3 separate regions of the Mus musculus genome follow, and all the other regions are linked to region 1. The links are chromatin contacts, called in public HiChIP or PLAC-seq and Micro-C maps. All regions are on one chromosome and are shown on one strand. Each heading gives the region's core, a stretch centred on a gene start, on an enhancer-like site or on the middle of the called end of the contact. The rest is flanking DNA. Distances are from core to core; before and after follow the strand shown.

Region 1 (3,750 bases), core at 743-3,242:
CTTGCCTAGTAACTTTAGCAGAACTGTCTCAAGTCTGGTGTGACGGGCCTACCTTCATGTGTGTGTCCTCTTGCACATGCACGCGTACACACACACACACACACACACACACACACACTGAACACTCTAACAGTGATATCAATGCTCCGTTACTGAGTAACAGAGTGAGGGCTATAAGATTTACAGTCTACTGATGAAATGTTAGTACTTTTCTTAATACTAAGAGACCTGAAACTCAGTGAGAAGGGCTAACACCATTCAAGCTACACTTCAGTGTACTACTGAACAACTGACAGTATACTCGTGAGTTGACAGCCACCGATGCTAACACCTACCCAACTTAGTTCACACTTGAAATTCCTCTTGAATCAATAGCTAGCAAAGTTTGCAATAGAACAAACCTATCAAAACCACTCAGAAACCCTTCTCAAAATCTGGCAATCTCGTCCCTCCACTTCACCAATGTTCAGAAGGGGGGGGCGGTGCTGTTAATGTGAACAATGGCCTACAAAATCAAGACACACACTCCTGATAATGTAAGTCTGCTTTTCCTTTATTTTATAGACAGAAGCCCTCAGCTCTTTCTTGTGCTGGTTCCTTTTGTTCATGGAATTTCAAAACTACAAATGGGAGCTGCCTTGTTTTTCAAACACAGAATATCAAGACGGCTCCCTACAGTCTCTGGTTTTCTTATTCTTATTTTTAAGTCACTCACATACATACAAGAGATTATTTCTCAGGGACTTTTTCAACATATTTCTTAATATTCCACATTCAAAACTTCAGAGGTCAAGGCATGCAATAAGAAATCAGAAAGTATTTTCTACAAACCAATTACACCAGAGATACAAAACTAAAGTCAAGAAATATTTTTAACACGGAGTAAACTTTGTTTTCCCTAGCTATGCTTTTACACGCTGTCATAACCTCCTTCAGACAATAAAAGAGCCACCAAAACCTCACATGGAAAAGTTAAACTGTTCCACTTTGCCTGTTAAAGTACTAACAAAATGACACAGAGAGGACAAAAAACGGGACCTTGTGTGAAGATTCTAAACAACGAAGATAAACGTGCTTCAAGTTTACTCCCACACGCCACCCCTAAGCAGCCACTGAACTTGGAAGACCGTGCCAACACACACACACATACACAGAGAGAGAGAGAGAGAGAGACATATTATCTGTATACATATAGCCATATACAGTGGTTTGGGAGTCCTGTTTTGTTTTGGTTTTTAGCAGAAACAAACCCCAGCGGAGTCCACCGCCCTGGAAGTCCGGGAGGCTCGGACCCGAAAGCAACGCAGGACACCGGCCAGACAGTGTCCCAGCACTGCTCCATCTGACCCCCTAATGAGTCACGGGTCCAATCATGACACCACATCACTTACTGGGACGTCTTCTATTTCTTTCCTCGCGCCAGGAAGAACAGAGAAAGATTTCAAACTCCTAAGCAGGCAATCGTGCCCGCACCGGAGCTGCCAGCGGCTTCACACCGGAGCCACTGTCCAGCCGCCGCCGGGCCGGCCCCGCAGCCGCCGCCACACCCCGGCCTCCCTCACCTGCCTCCCGCCGCGCCCGTACCTTCGGCCAGCGACTCCTCCAGGGTGACCTGGTAGCGGCCGACGGCGAACACCCGGACCCCCATGGACGAGCTTGCGAAGCCGCCGCCGAGCCCGCCGCCCGCGGCCCCGCCAGCCGCCGCCCCGCCGCCGCTGCCCTCCGACTTGGGCATCCGAGAGAACTTCTTCATGGTCCCGCCGGCGCGCTGGAGGGCACCAGGAGGGCACTAGGGCGCGCGAGGGCGAGAGCCCAGACCCGCGCGTCGCACAGCGGAGCGCCGGGCGCGGCCGACCGTCTTCGAGGGGTCGCCGCCCTTCGCGCGCGCGAGCGTCGGTGCGCAGCGGCTCGCCGCGCCTCACATTCCGCGCGTCCCGAGCGCGCAGCCCTGGCCGCCCGCTGCAGCTGCCCGGCGCCCGCAGAGCCAGCGGGGAGGGCGGGGCCGGGGCGGGGCCGGGGCGGAGCCTGGCGCGCGGGGCGCGAGCTGCCCGGGAAGAGGGAGGGGCCGGCCGAGGGGGGCGTGGCGCTAGGCCCGGCGGCCTGCGTGCCCTGGAGACCGCAGCTCGGCCCGGCCCGGCTCACACCGATGCCGCCCGCCCCTTGCGGCTGTTGGGGGGCGCGGCGCCGGTGCCAACCGCTTGCAGAGCCGGGCGCCGAGCCCCGCGCGCAAGCGCGCTGTCCCCGCCGCCGGAAGTGACGGTTCCGGCCCGTGTCACGTGGAGGAGGAACGGGCACATCGACGTGGGGGCTGGGGCTAGGGGTGAAGTCCGGGGTCCGGGTTATCAAGGAGGTGGAACCCACGCGGATCGGTGGGGCTACTCGGGTTGGAATTGTGTGTGCCGCTCTGGAGTCCTTAAATGCCGCCAGCAGCGTGACCCACTCTCGGAAGCTGCCGGCTTCGAGTCTCAGCCAGTTTTCCAGACTCTATCCCGAGAGGATCGGTTTTCCAGGGCTCCCCGGAGCGTGGGCGGAGGAGCAGCGCGAAGCTCGCAGGTTCCCACGGGGCGACTTGCGAAGCCCAGGTGTCCTCGCACTGTACCGGATGTTTGCTCTCAGAAGCGTTCTGCGGTTTAAGAATTACTTGGGAGAGCTTTAAAAGCTCTGTGTGTACAATGTCGGAGCCGTGCGATTGTGTTCAGAAAAAGATATTAAGATTTTTAAATATCATTAATCGCCATTGGCTGGAGAAGACGTAACCCTGTCGCCCAAGGTCACACAGCTGGCTTGTGGCCTGGAGCATCAAAAGTCTTAGTTACTCGCTTTCAGCCATTCTGAAAAAGTAGGTTAGGGTCAGATCCTTAGTCCAGGCCGGCAGACTTAGGACTGTTTGGAAACAGAGGCAGCACCAATCTCTGACCCCACCCGAACAAAAGATTCGCCCGTTGGAAAAAGAACTCCCGATTGCCTCACTTTTCATAAACTGCAAGAGTCTCATGCCAGTGGGAAGGGCACAGGAATTCGGGCAGAGGGCATGTGGGAGTGGAAAGGATGGCAAAATGGAGAAAATGTGCAAAGAGAAGGATTTTCGCTCCAGCCCACTTCCTGGACATGGAGTCACATACAGCCTGAGCTGGCCTGGACCTCATTAGCTACCAGAGATAGCCTTAAACTTGTGATCTTCCTGTCTCTGCCATTGTGCCCCCTAGTACTGGGATTATGAGCAAGCCTCGCCATCAGGCCTAGCTTGGCCTCTATAGAAAATAGGTTCGGTAGCCCGAGGCTAATTCTAGCTGAAGCAAGAGAACCACGAATCGGAGGCCAGCCTGGAATGCATGCCAAGATCTTTTAATTTAAAATAATAATAACGGTGCTTGAAGTTCCCAATTTCTTAAGCTAAAAAATGTAAATTTTTCTCTCTACCCATAGTGTAATATTTCTCCAATTTTCTCAAATATCAGCCTAATGATGTTTTCTCCGCCGCTGTTTTCTTTGTCTTTTTAATGAGGTACGGGCAGAGACATTAGGAAATATGCTTATTCAAAAGACAGCTTATAACCCTCTGTTCACTCTTCTCTCTGCTGTTTGAAGAGAAGCTGTTTGTCCGACACACACAGGGCTCCAGATTCAGGCATTTCTGCCACATAACCCACTAAACTGACATTCTTCATCCAAAGGCCTGACATTTAAAGTACATTCCAGCTCAGTGGAAGTCGGATTACATGTCAGATGATTGATGTGTTGTGGCACTTG
Region 2 (3,750 bases), core at 744-3,243, 1.6 Mb before region 1:
TATTCTTTCTCTGATCATTCTTTCTTCTTCCCATTAGCATCTTTCAGCTGGCCACTCCTAAAGGTAAGAGGAGATCATTAAGTTCCAGCCATTCCATGTCTACCTTTAACTAGAAGCCACAATTGTTAAACAGGCATTTGGTGTCTTGTATGGTCAAAAAGGTAGAAAATAAAAGTTGAGTGTTATTTTAACAAGATATTGTGAATGTGGTATAATAGTCAAATATTGTGGGCTGAGATGGAGAAGACGTTCAGTTGCCTATAGAAGAAAGTGTCAAGAGAACTTACATACAAATGGAGATTTGGTCCAGAGGTTGACTCTTGCTGTCAAAAGACAATAGAAAATAAAAGGGAGTGAAGGGCACTGGGGTAGATCTTCAGAGAACATCTAACTAGGAGGTTTTGTAGAAAAAGGCAAGACAGGAAATGCCACTTAGGAGTGGTTTCAGACAGAAATAACCAAAGTACAGTCTCAGTGACCATTGTGATTGTTTTGAAGGAAGACAAACTTCCAGTTCAGACAAGAATGAAATATAAGACACACATTTCCTTCCCTTGTCTTCACAGAGATCACTGGGCATAAATGTGGAAAGCAAACACAGTATACGGTTACCAGAAGAACAACAGGAAGGGAGAGAGGACGGAGAAGAAAAGAAAGGGATGGAATGTGGGCTTAGAGAAGTATTTATTCCCAATCAAAGAGTTAAGGGCAGAGAGTAAGAAGGGCCTTCTGAAGGCTCTGTGTGGGACAAAATGATAGGAAAGTTGGGGTGAGATTGGTCAAAGAGCAGGAGGAAATATAGTACCATCTACCCATATTTGTCCTCACCAAAGAAAGGGAAAAAGACTACCAGGGGACATTAGAAGCTGTGGATGAATCTGCTTTTCTGCAAGATGTAAGCTTAAATTTTTTTCTCAACCCTATTTTTAATAACGGCTCTTAAATGCTCTAACCTCTCTTCTAGCCCACCACCCACCAGAGGTAAAAGAAAAGTTATTAGGATACGGAAGAAGTGGACCTGCTTAGATATTGTTCTTTGGAACAAATCCCATCTGCGTTATCAGGAAATCAGCAGTTGGGCAGTGGCAGCTTGATCCACTCACAAACACTTCACAGACACACCAGCAGTCCAACTCGGTACTGTCAGCATAGCAAACACAAATCAGCAGTGTGGCACAACCTAGCAGAAACAGCTCGGCCTCAGCTGAATTGGAATGAGTCAGCAGAAGAAAACAGACCACCAGGGACACCAGAAGTAGGTTCCCAACTTGCCCATCTTAGCAGAGTGGAGAAAAAAAAAAAGCATTACAAAGCTAGCTATGCAAACAAGCCAAGCCCCTGTCACTGCCCTTTGGATCCTATTTATACTCCCTCTAACCAGCACATGTCCTCCATAGGTCTTGCCTCACCAGGTGTCTTGCCTCAGCAACTAAGTCTGTCTTAGCAAAACCCCAGTGAGTCTGTCTCAGCTGTGTCACTCTGCCAATCAGCCCAAGTCTGCAGGAGCAGCCACAGGAAACCACAGGAACCTCTCAAGAAGCTTTTGGGTGCATTTCTCTTTATGGAGTCACAACAAACGGAGCTCAACAACACATACAACAAACTAACACATACAGGTTATGAGCAAAGAATCCTTCATCCCACCTCCTTTGCTTTAGCAAAACATCCTTTCACCTGTGTCTGCTTCAGGGAAATGCTCCTTCAGGTGTGTATTTAAGCAAAACATCTTTTCGCTTGTGTCCACTTCAGGAAAACACTCCTTCAAGTGTTGGCTCCCACAGAATACCATCCAACACAAATGCCATTCTAGAGAACCCTTGAGTTTCCACTTGACGAAGAGGGTTCACTTGGTTGCCAAGCTGAGCCAGTGTCTCTCTCGTATTCTTGAGCTCACCGGCTCTGCAAGGCTCTGCTTTGAGATTCTCACTTCACTTGCTCACTCACCTGCACTGGAACTAGTCAAGAGCACCCCTTAAGGCAGCTGCTGCTTGTGTCTTTCTTCCACTGCATATGTGGGAGCAGCTACTTGGGGTAGGGATAAAGGAATTGTTTCACATGGTGACTTAATGACCAGTCTTCCACCAACGCCAAAACAAAATGCAGAACAGGAGCAGTAACTTGAAAGCAAATAGGACTTATTCAGTATTGGTGGAGATGGACAAACAGGTTTGTGGGAAAGAGGAGCTGATTAAAACATAGGTAAGTGAATATGAACAAAAAATTAGCAGGGCTTTAGCAGTGTACTAGTAATGAGGAAAGTAAGGGAAAGGGCACCGTGTCTCACGGACTTTGACAAGAGCAAATGACCATCACCCATATCCACAGCCAGAGCTGACAATTTGGGGAGGGTTGCTCATCAAAGAATAAAAATAATTGCTAAGAAAATCTTCAAAGGCAAGAAATCCTCTAGCTTTCACGGGTAATTTCTAGAAATTTCCAAAGCATCTAAGAAGTAACCAGAAATATATCTTAGTGGTCCCAGGGCAACAATATTCTGTCTTATTTAGCATCACACTACAGCCAATTTGTTAAAGCATTAAAAGTATTCAATATTAGCCCAGAAGCATAGAACACCTAAGATACAATTTGCAAAACACAAGAAAATCAAAAAGAGGGAAGGCCAATGGGTGGATACTTCATTCCTCCTTAGAATAGGGAACAAAATACCCATGAAAGGAGTTATGGAGACAAAGTTTGGAGCTAAGAAGAAAGGATGGACTATCCAGAGACTACCCTACCAGGGGATCCATTCCATAATCAGCCACCAAACCATATGGTTTGCATATGCCAGCAAGATTTTGATGAAGGGGCCCTGGTATAGCTGTCTCATATGAGGCTATGTCAGTGCCTGGCAAATACAGAAGTGGATGCTCACAGTCATCTATAAGATGGAACATAGGGCCCCAAATGGAGAAGCTAGAGAAAGTACCCAAGGAACTGAAGGGGTCTGCAACCCTATAGGTGGAACAACAATATGAACTAACCAGTACCCCCAGAGCTTGTGTCTCTAGCTGCATATATAGCAGAAGATGGCCTAGTTGGCCATCACTGTGAAGAGAGGTCCCTTGGTATTGCAAACTTTATATGCCCCAGTACAGGGGAATGCCAGGGCCAAGAAGCGGGAGTGGGTGGGTAGGGGAGCAGGGCGGAGGGAGGGTATAGGGAAATTTCGGGATAGCATTTGAAATTTGAAATGTATATAAAGAAAATATCTAATAATAATACAAAAAGAAACAGAATCTTTAAAAAAAAAGTATTCAATATTAAAACGTAGGTAGCTAAAGGGAAAAGTTACACTTTATTCTCACTGGACCTGAACATCAGTCTTTGCATATTCATATGATGTGGAGCAGTTGGGTGCAGTTGCTCATTCAGAAAGCTGGGAGATCACTAAGACAAGTTCCAGCCACTCCACTCCTACCTCAAATCCAGAAACACCAAGAAACCCTACTCAGTCAGAGTGGAGCAGGGGGTCGGGGTGGGGGTGGGGGACCTGCATCTCAATAAAGGTGGGGGGAGGGGCATGACAAATTCCAAGTTTCTTTGTGATGTCTATGAATAGGTTTTCTAAAAAGAAGCTGGCAGCTTTCCAGCTCTCTTCTCAAGGACCAGTGTTTGTAATTCCAGTGGCTAACACGTAATTACAGTCTCAAGCTTGCTTTGAGAAAAGTGCTGGGCTTTCTTTGTGTCTGGTCTTCTCAACAGCTGTGTCATCAGGCTGGCTGCCTACTCACCGTTTCAAACACTTCA
Region 3 (3,750 bases), core at 865-3,364, 1.0 Mb before region 1:
CACACAAACTTCAGCCCCTGTAGGATTTTGGCAAGATCTGATGAGCTCACCGCCGGATGAAGTCTTATTGTGATTCAGTTTGTTCTTTGAGTCATACGTAACCATAAAATTGTACATATTAATGTACACATTGCACAATGCTTACAAGTTACCTGGCTTTATCTCCTCCACTACTTAGCCTTTTCAAGGTGAAACCCGTGATAACTGGGCTCAGGGAGAGTGGGACTAGATATTTCCAGGTGTGATTTTTCATTGCTACCGAAGTGATCACTGGCTCCTAGCTTTGTCTTGGCTGGGAGAGATGCAAATTAAAAGCCCAGTGGGGTGTGGGATAACCTTCCTTTAAGTTGTTGATCACAGGTGTCCCAAAATCAATACAGGCTATTACCATTACTCTTGGTTGCCTACCGGAACTTGATGTCAAGACCCTTTAGCTGTAGACACCATGCATTTTGGACACAGGACTTTGAGGAACCCATCTGGAACTGACCTGTAGTCTCCCGAAATCTAGCTCTTATAGTCTTAGAATTGATTATGTGAGCTGCCAAGAGAGAAAAGCCATCAATAGTCCTGCCTACCAGTGAAGCCTGCAAGCCACAGGAATGGCTAACATGGAGAGATATGCTCATTTCTACAATATAGGGTGATAACTGTTTTCTGATTGGGATTAAGGCTCACTCCACAGAAAGAAACGTATCTTTCTCCAAGATACTCCAAGAGCCTGTGGCTGTGGTGCTCATGGGCCACAGGAATGAACCTATTACTTTGATGTCAAATAAATGGACATCAAAGCAAACGACCCTCTGAATTCATGTCTCTCTACTTGTAGATCAGCCAGCGCAACTCTGAGACCTCATCAGACAAGTTTCTCAGTGCAGGGGATGGTGGTTAATGCACAAACCCACAAATGGTCAAATCGAAGAGAATAAATGCTCGTGGATTGCCCAGCCACAAATGGGACATACAAATCACAAGCCCTCCTTAACGTTCCAGGACAATCCACAAAGGGTGGGAGTAAGGTGAGTGAAAAGATTCACAGAACTCTAGGTCAGGGGCACTACAGCTCAGCGCTGGCCTCTGGGCATGACGGGATTGCTGCATGCATGAACACACAGCCGCTGAGGTTGTCGCACAATATCCTCAGAAGATCAAGCCAGTCAACCTGCTAGCATGGAGTGGGAAACTTTTTTTTTTTTTTTTTTTTTTTAATGAAATCCCACCGGTCACCCTGGAGCTATGCACAGTAGAAGGCTTCCGAGTGGGGCTATGGTTTTCTTTAAGGGTGTGGTTCTTTGAAGGCTAAACCTACTCCATTGAATGGTCCCCACGTGGACCAGGAGTATATAGACTGCTCAAATTGGAGTCTATGGGTTCTTGACAAAAGGGACACGAAGTTGAGGTGTGTGTAGGGAGGTGAGGGTTGATTTCAGAGGAGTTAGGGGTAGGGAGGTGTTGGGTGTGTGTGTGTGAAAAATATATATGATCAGTACACGTCGCATGAAACTCTCAGAATTAATGAAAAATGGAAAAATTATCAAATAGAAAAAAAAAGAGAAAGAAAAGAGGAAGTCCCCTTTCTTAAACCTTAAATCCTGCGTCACTAGGTCGGTGTGTGATGGATGAAAGGTGCGGAGGGATGAGGCATAAGGCCGTCACTATCCAGGAGACAGCTGGTCCTGAGTCTCTAAACCACGCGGAGGGCCGTTCCAGCACAGCTGGGGAAAACAGGCCGGGCCAGGCTTGCGGGAGAGTTGGATATGTTTAGTATCTAGAGGACGTTTGTTTTTCAGAACTCCTCTCTCCCTTCCGAAATCTGGCAGGCGTTAGTCATCCGCTGCTCAGCACGAACCCTCAAGTGTGCTTGTGTGGCTCGTCGGGCTTCCTCCCGGCGCCCCGCCCTCGGGCTCGCACGAGCAGACCGGTCAGCGCCCACTCCCACCCCCCAGGCCTGAGGTGCCCGGCGGCCTGCCGCTCCCCCGGGTGCTTAGCATCCCGGGCTGCAGAGGCTCGCCCCGCGCGGCGCGGCGCCAGGTTGGGGCAGGGAAGAAAGTTATAAAGTGCCGCGAGGAGTTGGGCGGTCCGAGGAAGAGAGGCGGAAGAGGAGGACTCGGCTGAGTTCCCGCGGCGATCGTGGGGTCCGCGGGTGCCTGTCCCGCAGCTCACCACCGCAGCTAGACGCCAGCCTTTCTGCTCCCGGGTGGGCGCCGGAGACTCAGCGGGAGGCGAGGAACTTGTCCCGAGAGCTGTCGCTGCGGGCCTCATTGTCTGCAGCAACTCTCCGGAATCCGGAGTGGGAGAACTGGACTCTGTCCACTGGGATTTGCCCAGAGTTCCGGCGGCAGCTGTGGCGGCTGCGGAGACTCTCTTTGTCCTCCCAGGACCTCGCTCTCTCTCCTCAGTGGCAGCTGTTGGGTGGCTCTGAGCTTGGAGAGGGCATCCCAGCCCCGCTCAGCCTCTGACCCCCGGGCGAGTCCCCGGTGACTCCGCCTCTTTCACGTCTCTGCTCTGTGAAGCCCGGAGCCCAGAACCCCGAGCCCAAGGGACTGTGAGCCAGAGAGAGCTGCCGGGCCCCGGCCACAGGATGGTGGCCGGTCGGTCCCGGGCGCGCAGCCCTGGGAGCTGGCTGTTCCCTGGCCTGTGGTTGTTGGCTGTGGGCGGTCCGGGGTCGTTGCTGCAAGCCCAGGAGCAGCCCTCTTGCAAAAAAGCCTTCGATTTGTACTTCGTACTGGACAAGTGAGTGAAGGAGGACTGTGGGGTCAGGGTCTCCTGGGGGGAGGGCAGCTCTGAATCAGCTAGGACTGAAGTTGAGATGTGTTTGGATTCTGGGGGAGGCGACGAGGGAACTCTCCCTAGTGTGCATGTGGCTGACTCCTTTCAAAGGCAAGCTCATTAGCTGTACAGGAATAGGGGCTGCGAGACTCCAGGGCTACTTGGTTCTCCAAAGGAGAGGCGTGCAGTGCTTTTTTTGTCCTGGAATCTTTTGGGAAACGGTAGTGTGGCCACCTGCAGCTCGTTTCCTCCCAGGAACTTTTGTGCCTCTTTATCATACTCCCCCTAGACCCCCACGGACATTCTAAAGTTTGCCTAATTTTATCCTGATCACACTGGGAGCCAGGGGGGGGGGGGGAAAGCCTTAATATACCCAATGTGGCTTGCATTTCCTGAGAAATGAGGGCTTGTGTTTTTATTTTGAAAAGCCAGGTCTCTCTCTAAACAGTACAAAGCAAGTGTCCCCCCCCCCCCCCCCAAGAAGTGTGGTCTTCCTGGTTTCCTTGATTCAGCCCAAACACTAAAGTTTCAGCTCTGAACATGGACATGAACAAGCACACTTAACTTTGAAGAGGGGAGTCAGTCCCCGCCCCCTATCCCTGACCCCCGACCTCCACCCCCCATCATGCGCCTTTTAAAACTGAAGAAATGTTTGCCATTAAGGCCCACTTTTTGTCTTTCTGATCAATTTATCTTCCTTTTTCAGGTCTGGCAGTGTAGCAAATAACTGGATTGAAATTTATAATTTTGTCCACCAGCTGACAGAGAGATTTGTGAGGTATGTCTCCCCATCGTACCTTTCTTGGCATTGGAAAGGAAATCGAACAAACAGCCGGGTTTCCCTGTTCTAAAACCCTTCTCATGGGAAATCTTTCCCGAAATCAAAATGTTGAATTTTAAACGTCTCAAGGTGGCCCTTTCACACATGGTGTGCAGGCGAGACTTTCAGCTAACCCTTGCAAGTTCAATTTATCTGGCTCC

What was found. Hi-C and Micro-C count contacts between places; a contact is called where the count stands out from the background. HiChIP or PLAC-seq counts read pairs in DNA pulled down with a chosen protein or histone mark.
Region 2: a contact with region 1 is called in an H3K27ac HiChIP or PLAC-seq map of embryonic stem cells, with 6 times the contacts expected there. The contact joins the promoter of 1700010H22Rik here to the promoter of Bmp2k in region 1. A contact is called at or near these places in 1 of 39 promoter capture datasets (hippocampal neurons) and 1 of 115 datasets of contacts at active chromatin or transcription factors (embryonic stem cells).
Region 3: a Micro-C map of muscle stem cells shows a contact between it and region 1, with 6 times the contacts expected there. The contact joins the promoter of Antxr2 here to the promoter of Bmp2k in region 1. A contact is called at or near these places in 3 of 39 promoter capture datasets (liver and pre-B cells), 2 of 484 Hi-C or Micro-C datasets (muscle stem cells and pre-B cells), 4 of 115 datasets of contacts at active chromatin or transcription factors (the 230-238 cell line, embryonic stem cells, large pre-B cells and 1 more) and 2 of 9 other capture datasets (adipose tissue and liver).

The regions. Positions count from the first base shown.
Region 1 is chr5:96,995,931-96,999,680 of GRCm38.p6, reverse strand. Bmp2k (BMP2 inducible kinase) reads right to left here and starts at 1,992. Exons shown (of 16, transcript NM_080708.1): 1 at 1,585-1,992. The coding sequence starts at 1,753.
Region 2 is chr5:98,566,800-98,570,549 of GRCm38.p6, reverse strand. 1700010H22Rik (a long non-coding RNA gene) reads left to right here and starts at 1,993. Exons shown (of 5, transcript XR_003955945.1): 1 at 1,993-3,750. The region is part of intron 3 of Cfap299 (cilia and flagella associated protein 299); the gene reads right to left. Gm42122 (a long non-coding RNA gene) reads right to left here and starts at 3,471. Exons shown (of 3, transcript XR_880449.1): 1 at 3,422-3,471.
Region 3 is chr5:98,029,381-98,033,130 of GRCm38.p6, reverse strand. Antxr2 (anthrax toxin receptor 2) reads left to right here and starts at 2,114. Exons shown (of 17, transcript NM_133738.2): 1 at 2,114-2,733; 2 at 3,476-3,547. The coding sequence starts at 2,582. It also overlaps Gm42759.